Regions from separate parts of the Sus scrofa genome. Here region 1 is linked to region 2. The links are chromatin contacts, called in public HiChIP or PLAC-seq maps. All regions are on one chromosome and are shown on one strand. The core of a region is the stretch at or near the end of the contact, and the rest is flanking DNA. Distances in the headings are between cores, read along the strand shown.

Region 1 (5,591 bases), core at 2,823-5,322, 100 kb before region 2:
CACTTCATAGTGAACTATGCTCGTCAACCATAAAAATGATCACAGCTTACAAGGCCAAAGTTGCAGAAGGTATTTAAATCTTCCTTGCTTTTAATACAGGAACTTTCTGCCAGTGCCACTGTTGAGAGGTCAGACCCCTAAAGAAGCTCAAAGGATTCATTAAAAAATGATGCCCCCAAAAGTTCTCCTTTTCTGCCAAAGAATGAGACCTTAGCATTTGTTATTCTTAAAAAATTTAGCTAACGTTTTCTGCAGTATCTTGAGTTACTTTTATTTATTTTTTTGGTCTTTTTGCCTTTTCTAGGGCCGAACCCTCGGCATGTGGAGGTTCCCAAGGTAGGGGTCGAATCGGAGCTGTAGCCGCCGGCCTACACCACAGCCACAGCAACTCGGGATCCGAGCCATGTCTGCGACCCACACCACAGCTCACGGCAACGCCAGATCCTTAATCCACTGAGCCAGGCCAGGGATGGAACCTGCAACCTCATGGTTCCTAGTCGGATTCATTAACCACTGAGCCACGATGGGAACTCCTTGAGTTACATTTTAAATATTTAAGGTTTAAATCTTGGCATTCCCGTTGTGGCGCAGCAGAAAAGACTCCAACTAGGAACCATGAGGTTGCAGGTTTGATCCCTGGCCTCACTCAGTGGCTTTGTGATATGACGTTGTCATGAGCTGTGGTGTAGGCCGGCTGTAGCTCCGATTTGACCCTTAACTTGGGAACCTCTGTATGCTGTGGGTGCGGCCCTGAAAAACAAAAAACAAACAAAAAAAGATTTAAATCTTCAAAAATGCCTCTTGGAGTTCCTGATGTGGGGCAACAGGATTGGGTGGCTTGCTTCTTTGGAGTGGTGGGATGCAGGCTCAATCCCCAGCCTGGCCCAGTGCGTTACAGATCCAGTGTTGCTGCAGCTGTGGTGTAGGCTGCAACTAGAGCTTGGATCTGATCCCTGACTCAGGAACTCCATATGCTGTGGGGTGGCCAAAAAAGAAAAAGAAAAAAAGAAGAAGAAAAAGAAAAGCCTCTCATTTCATTGAAAACTCTTTTATTTCACTAAACTGTTACTGAAGAGGTTTCCACTTACCAACAAAACTCAGGAAAAGTCAATAATTAGCCAGTTGAGTACCAAGAAGTGTGATATCTAAAAAAGGCTTCTGAATCTCTAAAAATCTATGCCTCCAACTATGAGAATAACAAACTGAAAATTCTGCAAGAACAATGTCACAGAATTCACTGGATCTGTGTGTGATTAACTTATTTGGACAGTATTCTAAGAAAACAGCTGGGGTCTTTAAAGCACAATTTAAAGGTCATTTTATACAAAAACAACCCTTTCTTAAAGCTGTGAGTCACGGATCAGCAATGCTTACAAAATATTCACCATACAGGTGAATACACACACCTGGTCTATACCCTCAGGGGCTGCTGCCCTGCTGAAGCCGTCACTGGCAAACTGGAAAAAGCAATGGAGTTCCCGTTGTGGCGCAGTGGTTAACGAATCCGACTAGGAACCATGAGGTTGCGGGTTCGATCCCTGCTTTGCTCAGTGGGTTAAGGATCCGGCCTTGCCGAGAGCTGCAGTGTGGGTCGCAGACGTGGCTTGGATCCCGCGTTGCTGTGGCTGTGGTGTAGGCCAGCGGCTACAGCTCCGATTCGACCCCTAGCCTGGGAACCTCCATATGCCGTGGGAGCGGTCCAAGAAATGGCAAAAAGAAAAACAAAAAAAAGAAAACAAACTGGAAAAGGCAAGATGCAACCTCAGGCCAGAGGGGAGCAGAGGGGAGGCTTCACTCCAGGAAAAACATCCCTGGGAAGGGTCCCACCTTCCTGTTGGCGCTTGTGCCCAAGGTCACAGTGCCCTCTAGAGTGCGGAGCAGCCAGCCATGCAGCCAGCAGTCATTACTGGCAGTCATCACTGTCCACCAGGCTCTCGGGAGACAGCTGGGGGGCGGGAGGTAGGGGGCAGTGCAAGAGACGTGCTTGTCACACATGATCGACAGTCCCTTTACTTTTGCTCACATTTGGTTATTTAAACCCTTGTTGCTTTATTCGTATTTCCTTTGCGGGCCCTTTACTATTATCCTCTAGTTCGAGGAATCTCTGCAATTTAAAAATCTATAAAACAGATCCTTCGAAAAAGAGGGAAGGCTTCGTGTTTTATTTCGTGCTCCGATCCAACCGATGAGATCATGCTCAGACTATTCTCAAGGCGGTTTATAACAGCCTAATACAACTTTTTATAATATGAGCTTAGAGGAAAAGTATTATTTCCCACAATTTGAACTTGATGAAAGTCATTTTATCTACATTCTGCACAGCCCTTTATTTTGTAATCTACACCCAGAGCAGTTAAAACTATGCACACACACAAGTTTAGCTGAACACAGCTCTGGCATTAACTTCTCACAATGAACGGAATGTTCCCAGAACCCCAAACCATGGTGTCAGCTGCTGGGGAGCAGGGGTAGGGCGACATGGCAGTGGTGCAAGGAGGCATCGTCACACAGCCTCTGTGCCTTGTGGGGAAAAAAAGCCATTAATGAAAATGCACATGCCCTCCGAGCAAAACTCTAGCGGAAGACAAGTGCTGTCCCATGGATGGATTTATAAGGACAGAGACACGGAGCGGAGGGAGCTCGGAAGGGTGAGGGAGGAGGTGGACCCCAAACAAGACGTGCCTGGAAAGGGATGCAGGAGCAGCACAGGGATCCAAGGCCAGCCTGAGACATCAGGGTCTTTATCTGTGCCACGCTGTGGACCCTCTGGTGACGCCTGGGGACCTCTCCTCAGGATAAAGCTTGTAAATGCATCAGGTAAATACTGAGCATTGCAAAGAAAACAACTGGATTGGAACAGCCCTCAAAACATTTTAAAAAATTAGTTTGTGATACAGTGCTTCTTCATTAATGCATTAACTACATACATACGCCTCTTTATTAACACACCGAGTGACAAGCTCCAGCAGAAGCTGCTGTCATTTCAAAGCCGTGATGAGTGCAATAATCACAACCACTATGGCCTGAAGACACCTGATTTCTACGGCGACACAGTCGCAAGTACTGCTAATATTACTGTGGTTGGTGTCCTACCTTCTTTAAAAAATAAAATACTAATTTTCTGTTAGCAGTCGGTGAAATGAAGTTTTCCTGCTTTTCTACCCAAGGACATGGAGCCTCTGAATTCCATCCCAGACCCCAAGCGCCTTCCAAGCTCACGCCTCCGACCCTACAGGTTTGGCGCAGTAGAACACCAGTCATCTGACAGTGAGAAGGGACCAGAAAGGGGGCTGCCATAAACAAGTGTAAAGTCCAAGTTACGCCTTTTTCTTTTAAAATAAACGCATTTTCATTCCCACTCAGGGGCATTATAGGCAATAAATTAAGTGGATTTCTAGAGAAATCTTTAAAAAATAAAAAGAAATAAAGTTATTTAAATTAGCCCAAGGTGTAGCTATTTCTGGGAATCCTTTTACATTATGATGTTCCCAGCCAGTCAATATCAGAAAACAGAATTCTCCGTCCTAACCTCTGTCCCCTCAGCAGTGCACATACTAGCTCTCCTGAAGACACACGGTCCCTGCCCCCTCCCTCCAGCAAAAGACAAAAAATAAAAGGAATCCTCTACCACCTTTCGGGAGTCTAGTGGCAAAGAAGCCTACAATGACTGAAAATGCAGTACAAAGACCAAAATAAAATAAGACCCCACCACCCTGGAAACCGTTCCGAACCCATCCCTCACAGCCCTCGCCCTCTCCCCCCACAGAGGCACAGCCACGCCCTGGCCGCGTCCTCTCTTCCCCCAGGCCTCCGATCCGTCCTGTGCCTTCCACGCCGCACCACACCCTGGGCTGGTTTGCCCGCTTCGACCTGCCCTCTTCGTGCCCTCTTTGTGCATGTCACCACCACGCTGCCACCACAGGGGTCTTTCCACAATCGAAATACGACCAGGTCCCTCTTCTGCTAAAATCCATCCAGGTGGCTGCTGGCCAAGAGGCAGGAGAGGAAGCCTGGGAGGCGGCCCGGCCTGTCAATGCTCAGTGACATATGCTGGCACGGTCACCTGCGTGTCCTGCAGGGTGGCGGCCGTCTGCAGGTAATGCAGGAGACGCCGTCCCTAGCAGGCAACAGGCCCTCAGAAACAGCGGGAGTCGTTACCACTACACCTCCCAGGAGGGGACGGAGCTCCAGGAGCAGGCACGCCGCCCCTGGGGTCTCGTCTGGGACCATCACCCCCCACGGCACCTCCTCTTCATTCCAGCCTCCCCAAAGGCCGTGCAGTCTCCCTGTTGCTGCCTCACCTGTGCACACCTTGACCCGTGCCTACCCCTCATCCTCCTGGCCTCACTACCTCGAGTCGACCTCTGACCGCTCCTGCCTCCCCGCCGCCTCAGCTCCCACGTGGCCTCACGGGGGAGGACTTGGTGTCTGCTGAGGACATGGTAAGGAATCTGTAGGCCTGGGCTCCATGGCAGACAAGGACTGTTCAAATCTCAACCCACCGTGTTTCTAAGACAGTAAGTTCTGAGCCTCAGCTTCTCAAGTGCACAAAGCTTTCAACCTAGCCCGCTGTCAGGAGGGGTCCAGGCATTCTGCGTGCAGAGAGCTTTTGTACAAGCGCAGGAGCGGCACCTGGCACCAGGGCACTGCGCTCGCTACAGGGTAATTATGCCTTCTCTTACTGAGGTTACCACAATAATATGAACTCCTTGGGACCCGAGACCAAGCAGTCTTTTTTTTTTTTTCTCCTTTTTAGGGCCACACCTGAGGCATATGGAAGTTCCCAGGCTAGGGGTCGAATCAGAGCTGCAGCTGCCGGCCCACACCCAGCCACAGCAACGCCAGATCTGAGCCGCATCCTCAACCTACCCTGCAGCTTGCGGCAATGCCAGATCTTAACCTGCGGAGCGAGGCCAGGGATCCAACCCACAGCCTCATAGATACTAGTCGGATTCTTAACCTGCTAAACCACAGCAGCAACTCCAGGACCAAGCACTCTCATTACAGTCTTCAGCACCTGCCTAACGCAATGCAGGACAGGCTGACCGCGCATCGCTTCTGGAACTCAGTTGTAGGGCACCTGGCACTTGTCCTCAGCAACAAGGTCCAGTGTTAAGTCATGGCTGAGGAGTGCACCTGCATCATCTGTCGGCCTGTAGTAAATGTAGCAGAAATGACAGGCAGCAACGATGGAAGGCAAATGCCACCTGACCAGGAAAACTTTAATAAAGATCTGGGAAACAGAGTCACTTCTAAAATGGAATATACACCACAGCCAGGATCCTGAAACAAGGTAGAACATGAAAGTACATGTCTCTTTCCGAAGAAATAGGGTTTATCACAGTCTCCTACAGGCAGACGGCCCGGTGACATTCTGGTGCCTCCACACACCTCCTGTCTGTGGGGAGGGAGAGGTTCCACGAAGCCCTGCCCTGGCCCAGCTTCAAACCTTCCAGCTCTGCCGTGAGCCTGCGAGCCATAAAAGCATTTTCAGTCTGTCACAGGCCATTTGCAACAGACTGAAAGCCTCCCCCTCTGCCTGCCAGGCCTTCCGTGGTTTGAAAACACTCATCTCACATTTCCTGTGCTCG
Region 2 (5,170 bases), core at 304-2,803:
TGGCCGTCTTTGGTCCCCAAGAACTTTTCCAGGCTGCTGCCCCATAAAGTAACAGTAGGCACCCCTTTCCGGAAGAGGGTTCAAGATCTTTCAGAATGGGCAGTGAGCTAGAAGGAAAACAGTATGTATGTGGGATTTCACATTCACTGCATCGCCACAAGTCAGTCACTGAGGTCAGTCACAACAAGGCATCTTCTCCCATAAGGAAAGGAAGCGAAGATTTCAGGTTGACAATATGTAAACAGGAGTTCCGATTATTTTCGCAGTTGATCAACTTGAAGTCATATCAGGGCAATGGGACCCAAGCTGCTTGATTTTGTGTCCTTTACTGGCTGAGTAACAGCTTCTTCCCTTTCAAGGAGAAAAACCTAAACAGAAATATTCACAGGGGATGCTGTAAGACGGTCAGTAAGGCTCAAGTCATTTCGATTCCCACACATCAAGGAAATGTTGCTTGTCTTTGGATGCGCCTCCAGAACTTTTCCTGGGGAAGTCACCCACCCCCTATCTCGGTGTCTTCATCTTCCGCGGCAGATTTCCTGCCGCACTAGCTGCCGCTCCTCGCCTGCTTCTCTACCCTGCTCTCCGGAAAAGGACACGGGTCACCCGGCCTTCAGAGAGAGCTGGCCCTCGACTCTGACGAGAAGGAATGCATTGCCAGCAACTTTTAAGTCCGCTTTTTAAAAGGCCTGTGAAACCAGTCCAGGCTTTTCCTTTGCATTAAAGTTTCTGGCTGGGCTGAGACTAAGGGGGCCGTAGGTGACATTGGAAGAAGTCAGGGCATTAGAGGCTCACGGGAGCAACCTGGGGGCAAGGGGAGGCCACTTGACAGCAGGAAGGGGATTTGAATGGGGGCTCCGAGGCCACACTTGAACCCAGGAGGCAGGAGCAAGGGGCGGCTCGGGGGTAAGAGGGAGGCTGCCAGGGCGGGGCGCGGGCGGCTTACTTCGGGAGCGACGCTCCTCCACGCCTCAGGAATCGGGGTGTCCCAGGTCTGGGGAAAGAGACCACCCTCAGGGTCCCAGAGTCGGGGCTGGGCTGGAAGGGGCGAAGGACTCCCGAGGCTCCGAGGGCGGGAAGCGGGCGGAGGGGGGTAGGCCCGGCCGCCTCAGCTGCCCCTAACCTGGGGGGGGTCTCTGCCAGAGACACCCCCTCCCCCGGCCCCGGACGTTGCTACGGCCGCCGCCGTCAGGCGGTCACATCCCCCGAGCTCCGCCGCGGGACCCAACCTCCCCCAGCAGGTTAGGGCCGTGGGCAACGGAAGGGCTCCTCAACCGCGGGACCCGGGAACCGGCTCCGGCTCCAGCGCTGCTCAGGGACGGTCACCGACCCCCGTGGCCGCCATGATGGATTACGAGCAGCTCCACAACGAGGCCAGGCCCCGCCCCTGGCCCCGCCCCCGGTGACGTCCCGTGCGCACCTCGCGGGGACCCGGACCCTCTCGGCGCCGCTTTCGGGTACGCCGCAGCGCCTTTCGGCTCCAGCCTCCTTGCCCGCGAGGGCCGGGTCCTGCAGGACCTGTTAAAATGTGGTTTTTTCCCGAGAGCAAGGCGAGTGGTAAGGAAGCTCCCGCCTCCCCTGTACTGCCTTTGGTTCGCGAGAATCCGGGTCAGGGCTCTCTCCTGCATCCCATTGGCCAGTAGGGACAGTGGGGTAGAGCTTCTAGCCAACCACCTTCGGCGCAGCTCGCAAGGCGTGGCGGGAGTTGTGGTCCTGCGGCGCCCGCCCCTGTCGGTGCTCACCCGAGGCTTGCCCTCTGCTCCCGCTCCTGAGCTTCGTCCCGCCCTCCTGGGAGCCGGTGAACTCTAGCCGGCTTCGCGTAGGGCTGGCCAATGTCTCCCCTGAGCTGTTAGTAGACCGGCGAGAAACCAAAGCAAGGAGAAAACTGCGGATTGGATTTTCCCAGAACCGGAGTTGGATCACTTCCTTGAGCCTCTTTGAGAAAATTTAGCTCGCTCCTGGAAACCAAGGTATTTGGTGCCTTCACCGCTCCACCCCCCGCCTCCATTCCCACCTTTTCTCCAAGAAACATAAATATTAGTACCAGCGAAAAATAAACAACTGGAAAGCATCCGACAGACTGCTAACGAATTATTTCTTCGGAATATCAGGAGGCTCATTCTAAAGAAACAGCATTTGTTAAGAGCCTTTCGGAGGCTAAGCCAGGCACAATCATAGACGTTTGGGTGAGCAGGAAACTTTGAACTTAAACTCATACAGTGACGTGTGTTAATTTTTTCTCAATAAAACTGGGGGAATAAAAGGGGAGGGGTTAAACAGTTCAGAGATGTACAGGTATTCACATGAAAACCTCTTAGTCGAGATTGTTTAGTAGGCCTGCAGAGCTAGCCAGTGACCCAGACACACCAAATCCACACCTGCCATAACCCATTTAAATATGCAACTAAAATGTACCCTAACCCCCAATTCACCACTCCCCATGTCTCCCCAGAGCAGTGCACCTACCAGACCAGGATATACCCATTTCTAAAGGATCCACTCATCACAACACGGGTCTATACTAGGCCTATTACGCTTTTCATAAACTGGATGCTCATTTAATCCTCACTGCAGACAGCGAGGCATGTAATATCATTCCCCATATACAGATGAGGTGACTTATGGTGGGCTCGTTCTGTAAGAGTCACTATTTGAGCCCAGACTGACCTTGCTCCAAAGCCTTTGGTTTTTTTTGTTGTACCACTCCCATAACTGTTGACCTGACATTAGGCAATTGACTTCTTAGAAGTCGCACTATTAGTGGGGGGACACCATAGTCATAGTACAGACACTGTACTTTCCATTATTGGATGGTGTATTTTAGACATTTCTGCCGGATTGGGAAATGGTGCTGATGAGTTTATAGATATTGGCTTCAAAAAAGTCACTGGGAAGTACTGAATTAGGAAGCCTATGAAAACGTGTGCCCAATTTTAGAACTGGAGTTTACCTTCAGATGTTGATTGGGTTAGCTTTGCTGTCAGAAAGTAGTCTGGCTGATGAACTTGGTCCTGGTTTGCAACTTATCCTTCAAACTTCAACACCCTTATTCCCTTTACTCACCCATTATCTTATCCTGATGAGCACCCTAATTTTTCTCTTCGAAGATTTTGCTTTTCATTCCTATTCATGCTTTAATCATTTCTTGCAAATCTTCATTCTTCACTCTCTAGTTTAGCTTAAAGTTGAGCCATCAAACCAGAACGCTTACTGACCCTCGTTGCTTCTTGAACCAACATTCAGTCACTTGAGCACTGAGCTCCTGTGTGCACAGCACTGTCCTAGGTGCTGGGATACAACTGAGGCAGGGAGGAGACTCATCCTTGTCCTCCCAGAGCATACATGGGAGGGAAAGGCAATGAGCAAAACAGTAAAAATTCAAAGTACTGGTCTCAAAAAAAAAACAAAAACAAAAACCTCACAAAAACCAAGAAAACCCAAAGTATTGGTCTCGATACGGGAAATGAGATTTCCAGACCCCATGTCCTTTCCTTTTCCAACCCACCTCTGAAGGTTGCTTTATAATCACTCTTGAGCTTAAACCTACTGATTCATATTTGCTAATGAGCTGAACTAAGGCACTTTCATTCTCTGCATGGCTTTCATTTATAAACGGCGGTCGTGTCAGATTTTGTGAGGTTATTGTGCAGATCACGTGGGATCTCGTTTCCCACAGACTGAGACTACGCTTCATCAAAGAGGAGAGGCCAACTGCACTGGATTTACAGGTTTAGCCCTGTCTCCGTGGCTTGCTTGCTACCATTTTCTAGCTGTAGGCTAACCCCAAGCCCAGACTGTATACTTTTTCGAGTGACGCACTGGGTAACACTGTAGAATGATACTCGTGAGGGCTTAAAAACTAGAATCCAGAGCCCAGCAAATGCCTGACAACCAGAAGTAAATAAATGTTGCCAAATGTGAACAAATCTCTTTAAGCTCATATACTGCATTAAGAGTGACTCAGTTCAATCTAATTTTGTCCTCACTCACCCTTTGTTTATACAGCACAGCAACACATGAGTTGCTTTCAGTACCAGTGTAAAAATTTCAGTTTTTTTTTTTTTCCCCCAAACTTACTAGAATGACACTTAACAAGGGCACCCTCTAGTGGGGCCACAGAAAGTGAATAATCACCAAAAGGTGCTTTCAGACCGTTATATATTTTCACCTAGGTAATCATTATTCAGCATATACAGAATGAACAGCATAGGCTGGCCGCTTGGGAGACGAAGTGGGGATAAACTTTCATGGAGCCCTGGCCCTGGTCAAAACCAACCCAAACCAAGGATGCAGGCTCCCATCCTTTCCCATTCCCGTCTCTCAAGGGCAGACAACCGGGAATCTGTTCTCAGAAATGACAAGTGAGCAAATCTAAAGTTGCAATATTGCCTAGACAATATTCAGTTGTATATATGTCACCTGTACAATATTCAGTTGTATATACAATATACAAATACTATACAGTATTTAGTTGTCTGCAAGCTCCTCAAAACAGGTGATACACTTGGGAGAGGAATAAAAGAGATAAAATGTGAGTAGTGTTATAACAGACATGTAAAAAATAGTTCACCAAATAGCCCTCTCATGTAGAGACTTTTTTTTTTTTTTTTTTTTTGCTTTTTAGGGCAACACTTGTGGCACACGGAGCTTCCCAGGCTACGGGTCCAATTGTAGCTACAGCTGCCAGCCTACACCACAGACACAACACCACCAGATCCAAGCCACGTCTGCGACCTACACCACTGCTCATGGCAACACTGGATCCTTAACCCACTGAGTGAGGCCAGGGATCGAACCTGTAACCTCATGGTTCCTAGTTGCGTTCGTTTCCACTGCACCACAATGGGAACTCCCATATAGCAACTTTTTAAAAAGGTTTCTCAAAGCCTCAATCGGGGAACCATTTTTAGATAGTCATCAGAAAAACAACGCGTAGGAATTCTAGCCTTTCTCAGTGAGAACTTTAGCATCTTGTTTTTAACCTTTTAACCCTGAATTATTCAAAGCTTAATGCATTACTGCTCCAATTATAGGAGAAAAACACCTTTCCTTCCCCATTTTCATTTTTCTTTTCTTTTTTAGGGCTGCATCTGCAGCATATGGAAGTTCCTGGGCTAGAAGTCAAATGGAGCTGCAGCTACCGGCCTCTGCCACAGCCACACCAGATCAG

Evidence for each region. HiChIP or PLAC-seq counts read pairs in DNA pulled down with a chosen protein or histone mark.
Region 1: a contact with region 2 is called in an H3K27ac HiChIP or PLAC-seq map of skeletal muscle. The contact joins the enhancer-like site here to the promoter of ABL1 in region 2. A contact is called at or near these places in 2 of 5 promoter capture datasets (fetal skeletal muscle and liver), 7 of 47 Hi-C or Micro-C datasets (embryonic fibroblasts, epiblast stem cells, mesenteric adipose tissue and 4 more) and 2 of 2 datasets of contacts at active chromatin or transcription factors (alveolar macrophages and skeletal muscle).

What each region holds. Positions count from the first base shown.
Region 1 is chr1:270,864,017-270,869,607 of Sscrofa11.1, reverse strand. All of the region lies in intron 2 of ABL1 (tyrosine-protein kinase ABL1), which reads right to left. Among named protein-coding and RNA genes, the nearest start is that of QRFP, 51 kb to the left of the region's middle. Within about 2 kb of position 4,072, at least 18 of the 83 cell types and tissues checked have an H3K27ac peak or open chromatin away from gene starts, as enhancers often do. A contact at or near this core is called in omental adipose tissue and skeletal muscle, where this site is marked.
Region 2 is chr1:270,758,024-270,763,193 of Sscrofa11.1, reverse strand. It overlaps ABL1 (tyrosine-protein kinase ABL1), which reads right to left and starts at 1,553. Exons shown (of 12, transcript XM_005660524.3): 1 at 1,421-1,553; 2 at 1-368. The coding sequence starts at 45.